Linked DNA regions of Macaca fascicularis: region 1 is linked to region 2. The links are chromatin contacts, called in public Hi-C maps. All regions are on one chromosome and are shown on one strand. The core of a region is the stretch at or near the end of the contact, and the rest is flanking DNA. Distances in the headings are between cores, read along the strand shown. Region 1 has its middle 94 kb from the start of NDUFV2. Region 2 holds the start of MTCL1 (microtubule crosslinking factor 1).

Region 1 (4,882 bases), core at 1,031-3,530, 270 kb after region 2:
GGACTGAGGTTCCTGCTTTCTTGCTGGTTGTCAGCTGGAGCTGCTCTAAGCTCCTAGCGGCTGCCTATCATTCTCTGCTGTGTGGTCTCCACAGCAAGGCATCTTGCTTCTTCAGTCCCAGCACTTTGGGAGGCTGAGGCAGAAGCGTCGTTTGAGATCAGGAGTTTGAGAGCAGCCTGGGCAACAGAGTGAGACCCCATCTCTAAATAAATAAATAAATAAATAAATAAATGCCATCAGGAGAGTATTCCTGACTCTCATTTGTCTCTGGCTTCTGGACCCTCTTTTCAAAGACTCACCTAACTAGGACAGGTTCACCCAGGATAACCTCCCCTCCATTAACTCAGAATCAACAGATTGGATACTCTAGTGGCAGAAACCCTTCACCTTTGCCATACCATGAAAGATAATCATGGGTGTGATGTCCCACCATATTCACAGGTCCCATGACACTCAGGGGAGGGGGTTATCCAGGGGGTGTATACCAGGAGGAAGGCCCAGGACTCTGCCCACCACAAGCCCTGCTTTAGCCTGATTTAGAAGTCATGAGTTACCTGTCTAAAGTCCCATGGGGGACAGATAGTGACACTGGACCTTCCCTCAAGCAAAGGTCCTGAACCCACCTTGGGGAGAAATAGCCCTTTCTAGACAAGTCTAAGTTTCTTCTTACACATCACAGCTCTGTTCTAACAGCAAACTTCACAATCTCAAAATGAACCCTTTATGAGGTCATCTGGAGCACCTGCAGTTCCTAATACTTTACTACATGTCAAATTCACTGCGGCTCAATCCAGACCCAGATTCCCCTGGGAGTCCCCCCTCGGTACAAGTCAGTCAACTCTGAGCCTGTGCCATCAATTACCCAGAAACCAGCTGACAAAATTGACTAATAATGGCATGCACGCCAGGGAACAGATCTCCTGACTCGATTCTATTTCCTTTCTCTCTGCCCCCGCTCTGTCTTTGCCCAGGCATCACACCATTGCTCACAAAGCTTCGCCACCTGGACAGTTTCCCACTCAGTTGGTGATAATTCTTCTCTTGCCTGACTTGGGCCTCACCCAGATTAAGCACTCAAGAAAAATCTTGGCGTGAACTCTTCTTGCTTGGTAATAAGCACATCTCAGACTACCTTAATCTTCTCCCCCTAAGTTTCAAGTGCTGGGGGTGCTTAAGTTAACCGATGTTTGATGCGTGCAGAGCTGTGTGCATTTAGTCCCTCAGTCTCTCCCCAGGTGAGCCTGGAGAGTGAGTATCTCTACTCATTGGCTCAGACACTTCCCTCTTTTCTCTATGCAGGTAGCCACATGCTGAGCTTTTCCTACTCTAGAGAGCACAGTGCAAGGATCTCCAGTCTGTTGGGCACCTACTAAATGTCATATCCATATACGTGCAATGATCTATCACCTTTTATAGTTGTAGAATCTGAGGCTCAGAGAGATCGGATTGCTTGTCTGAGGTCACACTGCTGTTGGTATTGCAGCCAGGAGTTGAACTCAAGACTGTGTTTTGGCAAAGCCGTCCTCTTTCCATACTTACTGTTAAATTGTTTTGTTTTGTTTTGTTTTCTTAAACCAAGTGTAGTCCCAACAACGTTGAACAGCGTTTAGGTAGGTAAAAGCTTTGAGGGGACCTTTTAGGGTTTTGATGAGACTTCTGAACAGATATGCATTTCTCAAACATGACAACGTAACATTCATATTAAACATAAAACTTGGTATTTCCATAGAATTTTTCTTTTCTTTTTTTTTTTTTTTTTTTTTTTTTTTGAGACGGAGTCTTGCTCTGTCACCCAGGCTGGAGTGCAGTGGCCGGATCTCAGCTCACTGCAAGCTCCTCCTCTCGGGTTCACGCCATTCTCCTGCCTCAGCCTCCCGAGTAGCTGGGACTACAGGCAGCCGCCACTTGCCCGGCTAATTTTTTGTATTTTTTAGTAGAGACGGGGTTTCACCGTATTAGCCAGGATGGTCTCGATCTCCTGACCTCGTGATCCGCCCGTCTCGGCCTCCCAAAGTGCTGGGATTACAGGCTTGAGCCACCGCGCCCGGCCTTCCATAGAATTTTTCATACATTTCTGCATCGTAGTGCATGTGTTTGCCTGAGACATATTAGTCTTTCAGGAAATATTTGAAGACAGAAAGGCAGGATGAGAGGAGAGGAAGGCGGTGGGGATGTGTGGGGTGCTGGTGGGCTGTGTGTTGGGGGGTGGGGGATGCCTGCTACCCTGAGCCTGAGAGCTGCAGAGCCGTCTGGGGACCGGTACATCCTCGCTGCTTCAGCGTGCTTCTATCGCCACCTAGCCACCTCGGGGAGAAATGCCCTCTCTGGGCAAGTCCATCCAGACTTGAATGTTGTTTGCCCACTTACAGGTGGGTAGCTTTAGACCATGAAACTTGGAGAGTCCTTAGTCCTTCCCACAATGGACGCCTGTGCGCCCTGTCTTTTTTTTTAATTAGTGGCTTTCTTTAGCAGTTGATTCCAAGGCCTATTACATTTAAAGATAAATTTTTGAAAATTGGTATCACTGAGGATTGGTACCATTAAGGCTTCTCCGCACAAAAGAAGGGGATTGTTACTCCTTTGAGAGCCCTCTCCTGTGGGAGTGCCTGACACTGCCATGGACCCTCCCCGTGCACATGTCCATATCCAGATCAAATGTGGTCTCCATGAAACTTGTGAAGCAACAGCTTCCATTTAATCAACACTTGCCGTGTGCTGGGGGCTTTATGAGTGTTTTCTCATGTAATTCTCACAGAAATCTTCTGAGGTAGGTATGGTTAAGGGCACCGAGGCACAGTGAGGTCCTGGAGCTGGTCCATGGCAAAGCTGGGATTTGAACCCAATTGGTCTCTTCCCCAGGCCCATGACCCTCCTCTCATCCAGCGTCTCTTGATTTCCCCAGCCAAAGTGTCATCTCTCTGCTCTGCAAGCACTTCCTTTCTGTCTCCTAATGCCATTCAGATTATATTTTCTCTTTCTCTAAACCAGAGACTCCAACTCCAGGAGGGACATCGTCCTTTGCGGTGTTGTGTGTGCACACACAGATTCTCACTTGAGGTGGTTACTCGATTCATTCATCCAGGTTGTGAAATTGCAGCAGCTTCAATTTGTTGTTCTATTTCAGTCATTCTGAGGTGGTATCTCCCAAGGTATATAAGGATCCCTGGTGTCAGACAACAGCCCAGGGAATTGTTATTTGCATTCTAATCTGTTCTCATAGGAGGAGGATGGTCAACCAGTGGTGCTCTATGTAACAAAGGCAGACGTGGGATTGACCACTGAGAGAGGCAGAGGGGAAGAGAGACCTGCAGCCAGACTGGAGGCAGGACCACCTGGGAACAGTGAGTCTTGGTTCACATATTTTGAGGAAACTGATCAGCAGGCAGGGAGCAAAGAGTTCCGTCAGCTCCATCCTGGAGCAGGCTGAGTAGAGGCATCAAGGAAAACAATGTCACTGGTTTGCTGACTCTTCTTCTTTTTTTTTTTTTTTTTTTTTTTTGAGACATAGTCTTGCTCTGTCGCCCAGGCTGGAGTGCAGTAGTGCGATCTCGGCTTACTGCACCCTCAGCCTCCTGGGTTCAAGTGATTCTCCTGCCTCAGTCTCCCAGGATTACAGGTGCTAGGAGGCTGAGGATTACAAGCGTCCCCCACCCACGCCCAGTACTGTAAAAGTGCTGGGATTACAGTCCTCCATGACCATGCCCAGCTAATTTTTGTATATTTTTTTAAGTACAGACAGGGTTTCACCATGCTGGCCAGACTGGTCTCGAACTTCTGACCTCAGGTGATCCGCCCACCTTGGTCTCCCAAAGTGCTGGAATTACAGGCATGAGTCACTGCACCAGGCCAGGCTTGCTGACTCTTGGGAGTGTGGCTATGTTGTAAGTGACAGGCTGTCCCGGGTTCTCCACCTTCAGTCATCGTCACCATCCTGCATGAGGTTCCTCAGCAGGGGACTGAGCACTCGCAGGTCGCTGCTGGGACATGCAGAGGAAAGCAAGACCATCATGTCAGTATGGGAAAAGTGAAGAGTGAGGCCCAGGACTCTGAGAGAAAGGAGTCCTGGCCCAGAGATTGTGTGAGGAGAGCGTGGGATTAATGGGGTGCCCAAAAGCAGAGTTTGGGGGTGATTAGATAGGAAATTAAAGATTGGTGGGTGGAAGGAAAGGAAAGAAATAACAGGTGTAGACAGAAAAATTCACACTAAGAATGACCGTGGGCATGGGACACAGGCCAGTCAGACAGATTGTCAGACACCTGGAGAGGTGCCCAGCAGCTTGGAGCCCTCGGGAGCTCAGGGCACCAGCTCCTGACCAGGATGGAGCAGCCCGGGGTCTTACCCACCGCTGCTCTCACGGGGCGCACACTGGCTGAACGTCTGCACGGGGTATAGGCAAGAGGAGAGAGAAACATGAATACCCGAGGTCACCAAAGGACATGCACGCCAGTCAGTGACAAAAGGGAATGTGGCACAGCATGGAGAAGCTGCTCTTAGGTCAGATCAGGCTCCTGTCATCACCACCGGTGACCCTCCCTGCCGGGGAAGGTGGCCCTGGCAGCGAGCACCTGTCCGGCTGGCTGAGCGGCAGCCCACGTGTCCGGGGCAGGGTGGCCAGCTGGCCAGCTGGGCCGGAGCCCAGAGTGCTGAGGCTTGCAGCCCGATCTCGGCAGTCCTGTGCCCTCGCATCAGGCCACAGCCCACAGCCCACAGGTGGCTCTTCCTGCATGCCGGAGGAAACAGAATCCCTGCCAGCAGAGAAGGAGCGGCCCAGCCACTTGCCTGTGGGTTTCATGAAATGTGCGACTCTGATCTCATACCCCTTAGAATTTCTAGTAAAAGATCCAGAATGTCTGACTTCCCAAGAAGGAACCTTCATGGGAA
Region 2 (4,268 bases), core at 194-2,693:
CCTTCCCAGGCGGGGTTACGCTCCCGCCCTCCACCTTGTAATTATTACCTGACCCTCTGTCTCCTGCAACGCCAGGGCTAGAGGAGAGGCTGGCCCTTATTCCTATGGACACTGGCCAACATCCAACGCCTGGGACATAAACTGCACCCAATGGGATGTGAACTGCACTTTACAGTTTGCACGGTGTGTTCTGGTATTTGCTCAATCTTCACACACACTCAGGTGGCAGTACGTTTTAATGATGCAGGCGAGGGAACTGGGGCTCAGAAAGGTCTAGTGCCTTCAAGAGGTAGAACCGGTGCCCGGGCTCCGGGCTGTCTAAGCGGAGAGCCTGCAGGACTCGGAATCCTGAGGACCTGAGTTTAAGCCCGCTCATCCAGGGACTGGGTGAGGCATCGCAGGCAAGTGACTTCACCTCCCTGCGCCGGTGCCCTAGTCTTTACCGAAGACAGCAATTCCAATCCGGGACTGTGGTGAGGTTTAAATAAAACAATGCCCAGTAAGTGGCCAGCAGGCCTGGCTCGCAGCCGGAACTATAAATGCGAGTTCCCTTTCTGACCCCAGCTTGGCAAAGGCTTCTCCTGTTTGGGCAGCAGCTCCTCCTCTTCTGAACTCCCGAGGCCACAGGGGTGCCAACTGTGGAGCGCCCGCCGTGCCATTTTGACGCGAGAGCTGTGTCTGGTACCAGCGATCCTTAAAGGAGCTCGGGGACCAGGGGCACAGCTTAGACAGGACGCGGGGGAGGGGACGGGCCTCGGGGAAGCGGGCGGCGGATGGAGGGGCACGAGGGGGGCGTTGTCAGCCGCCGCGCATGCCTTCCCCAAGTGGCCGGTGCCGCCCCTTGCCCCCACTTCGCCTCCGCCTCTTCCCTTCCTCCCTAGCTCCTGGCAGCGTCTCTAGGGCCTCAAAAAGCAAGGAGGTCCCGGGCGGCGAGGGCGCGTGGACCCAGCCTGCGCCTGCTCCCAAGGGCGCGCAGGCCCCGCCCCGTCCCTGCCGGGCGCCCGCCCCCCGGGAAGCGCAAGCCCCGCCCCTTCCCTCGCCCCTCCCCCGCGCGGCGCCGGCTGGCTGGAGGCGGGGCATGCGCACGGGCAGCGGGCGAGGGCGCGGGGCGGCGGGGCGCGCGCGTGCGGCTTCTCTCAGCCGGGAGCGGCGGGGGCGGGCGCGGGCCGTAGCGGGCCGGCGGTGGGCGGGGAGCGGGACGCGGGAGCCGGGCGCGCGCCGCCAGCGCCGCCGCGGCACCGGTGACCGCGAACCCGGAGCGCGGGGTCCGGGGATGCGAGCGGCCAGGAGCCGCCGCGCTGCTGAGCCGGGAGAACTCGATCCACGGTGACATCAGCGAGGGGCGAGCGCGGCGGCGGCGAACCCCGCGGGAATCCTTGGGGCCGGGGTGCGGGGGGCGGGGAACGGCGGGAGCGCGGGGCGCAGCCCGGGCGGGGCTGGGACAGTGATGAGCGAGTGCGCGGGGAGGCTGCACGCCGCCGCCGCCGCCGCCGCAGCCGTCGCCGCCCGGAGCGTCTGCCGCCTGAGCTGCTGCCCGCGGACCCCGCCATGGAGACGCTGAACGGCCCCGCGGGCGGAGGCGCCCCGGACGCGAAGCTGCAGCCGCCCGGCCAGCACCACCGCCACCACCACCTCCACCCGGTGGCCGACAGGCGGCGGCTGCACCGAGCGCCCTCGCCCGCCAGACCCTTCCTTAAGGACCTGCACGCCCGGCCCGCCGCGCCCGGCCCGGCCGTCCCCTCCTCGGGCCGAGCCCCGGCGTCCGCCGCCCCGCGCTCGCCCAACCTCGCGGGCAAGGCGCCGCCCTCGCCGGGGTCCCTGGCCGCGCCCGGCCGCCTCTCCCGGCGCAGCGGCGGCGTCCCGGGCGCGAAGGACAAGCCCCCGCCGGGCGCCGGGGCCAGAGCGGCGGGCGGTGCCAAGGCTGCCCTGGGAAGCAGGAGGGCGGCGCGCGTGGCGCCCGCGGAGCCGCTGTCCCGGGCTGGGAAGCCTCCCGGAGCCGAGCCGCCGCCCGCCGCTGCCAAGGGCCGCAAAGCCAAGCGCGGCTCCCGGGCGCCACCCGCCCGCACCATCGTTCCCCCGACCCCGGCCGCCCGGATCCCTGCCGTGACCCTCGCGGTGACCTCGGTGGCCGGGTCTCCGGTCCGCTGCTCGCGCATCAGCCACACGGACAGCAGCTCCGACCTCTCCGACTGCCCCTCCGAACCCCTGTCCGACGAGCAGCGCCTGCTCCCTGCCGCCAGCAGCGACGCCGAATCTGGCACGGGCTCCAGCGACCGAGAACCCCCCCGAGGAGCGCCGACGCCGAGCCCCGCAGCCCGAGGAGCGCCGCCGGGCAGCCCCGAGCCCCCAGCGCTCCTCGCCGCGCCCCTCGCCGCGGGCTCCTGTCCCGGGGGCCGGAGCATCCCGGGCGGGGTTTCCGGGGGTTTCGCGGGGCCCGGCGCGGGGGAGGATGCCCGGGGTCGCGCACCGCCGGAGCGACCAGTCCCCGGGACCCCCAAGGAGCCCAGCCTGGGCGAGCAGCCTCGGCTCGTGCCAGCGGCGGAGGAAGAGGAGCTGCTGCGGGAGATGGAGGAGCTGCGCTCGGAGAACGACTATCTCAAGGTGAGCCGCGCCTCGGCCGCAGGTGTCCCGGGGCGCCCCCGGAGGGCCTGGCTGCGGCGGGGACCCGCCAACCCCGCCTTCCTGGGCCTGTCCAGCGCCTTCTCCCTCCTGCCCTCCACGGTCCTGCCCCCGCATTGTCAGGCATTGGGAACTTAAGCCTAAACTTCTGGAAGGAGCAGCAAGACCTGGGGGTCTCCGCCAGTTCGCAACCCACTTCGCTGTTCTCGCGTCTAGAACTCTTGCCTCTCTTCGCTGCTACTTTTACTTTTGTTGATCTGTTGGGGCCTAGGAGGCTGTAATCGTTTTGGGGACATCAGCCGACACCCCCGTCCCCGCTCAGAACGTGTCAGCCTCACTTGTGGGAACAGGTGATCCTTCGCCAGGGAGCTCTAGCCGGGCCACGTGCAGGCGTGGCGGTTCAGGACAATGCCACTGGGGGGCCCCGGCTGCGGACCCGCCCGCCGCTTCTGCAATAACAGAAAGAGCTGGGGGCCCTCGGGGTCTCCTGGGCTCCGACATCCCGGGTGGAGGGGGCCGCGCCGTTTTCGGTGACCAAGCTGAAGCTCAGTAGTGGTCCTTGGAGTGTGGCCCGGGTTGAGGAGCAACAGTGTTGCGCCGGCCAGTCCTTTGTAAGCATCCAGGAGCCGGCTTTCTGTGTCAGGAGAGGCCACGCCAGCACTTTCTAAGGAATCGCGGCGCCTGCTGCACTCTCTGAGTATTTTCCGGCAGGGCCTGCCGGCAGTGGCCTTAGCACTGAGTGCTTAATCCGGCTCCATCTTTTCTCCACGGAGGGGGGCTGACGCTGCAGACCGGGTTCCCGGGGTCAGGACGATCCAGGTGACTTGAGAGAAAATAAGGGGAGTTGTACTGGTAGCAACTGTTTTATTTATTGTAATCTTCAGGTTCGTAAACAACTCCGGTGGTATAAATCTGTGTATCTGTTAAGTCTTAGTGAGCAGCCTTCAAACCCAGGGGTGTGGCCCTGCGTCTTCAGAGGGTTATGTGATTTGAGCTGTTTTCTCGTTTTTGGCTAATGGGATTGAGGACTGGGTTTTAAGGTGAACGGTGAAGTCTGCAGTTCACAATCAGAGCACGTTAACACTGCTGGGTGGTCCCAAGCCTAAATTTCTTATGGAGCTGCTCCAACCAGCTGAGCCTTGTAGTTATTTTACTTTGTGCAAGAAGTAACAGTGAGGCAGAGAAAGAGAGGTGACAAAATAAAGATTGGGACTTACAGCAAGATGTCTCAGATAGTATGTTTGCTTTTGTCACTTACTCTTAGGTAATAGACAACGGAGTGAAGTTCAAAGGCAACTATGTTGCAGGTGACTCCATCATGAAAGCAGCTGTTTTGTAAATCTCCAACAAATGTAAGCTCCCTGAGGGTGACAAAGATAATCTTGTTTCTGTACCCTGGGCTCTTAGCATAACCCCTGACTTACTTTCTGATTGAATGGTGTTTATCCAAATGACTGCTATGCAAGGGAAAATTGTATTTCTTTAAAGAAGTTTCTCATTATACCTTTGATCTTAAGGTAGGCTATCCATTATTTTGAAATTCATCCTTGGTGCAACTGGTTATTTGCTTTATTTTTTTGCAATGAATGAAATGTGTCTGAGCCTGGAGTCTCATATAGTGTATTTGGTATTTCAGTGGATCTTCCCAA

Evidence for each region. A called contact is a pair of places that touch in the nucleus more often than the background predicts.
Region 1: a Hi-C map of skeletal muscle shows a contact between it and region 2, with 4 times the contacts expected there. The contact joins the enhancer-like site here to the promoter of MTCL1 in region 2. A contact is called at or near these places in 2 of 2 Hi-C or Micro-C datasets (liver and skeletal muscle).

The regions. Positions count from the first base shown.
Region 1 is chr18:77,393,496-77,398,377 of T2T-MFA8v1.1, forward strand. No RefSeq gene overlaps it. Among named protein-coding and RNA genes, the nearest start is that of NDUFV2, 94 kb to the right of the region's middle. Within about 2 kb of position 2,281, at least 4 of the 6 cell types and tissues checked have an H3K27ac peak or open chromatin away from gene starts, as enhancers often do.
Region 2 is chr18:77,126,389-77,130,656 of T2T-MFA8v1.1, forward strand. MTCL1 (microtubule crosslinking factor 1) reads left to right here and starts at 1,444. Exons shown (of 13, transcript XR_012427331.1): 1 at 1,444-2,601.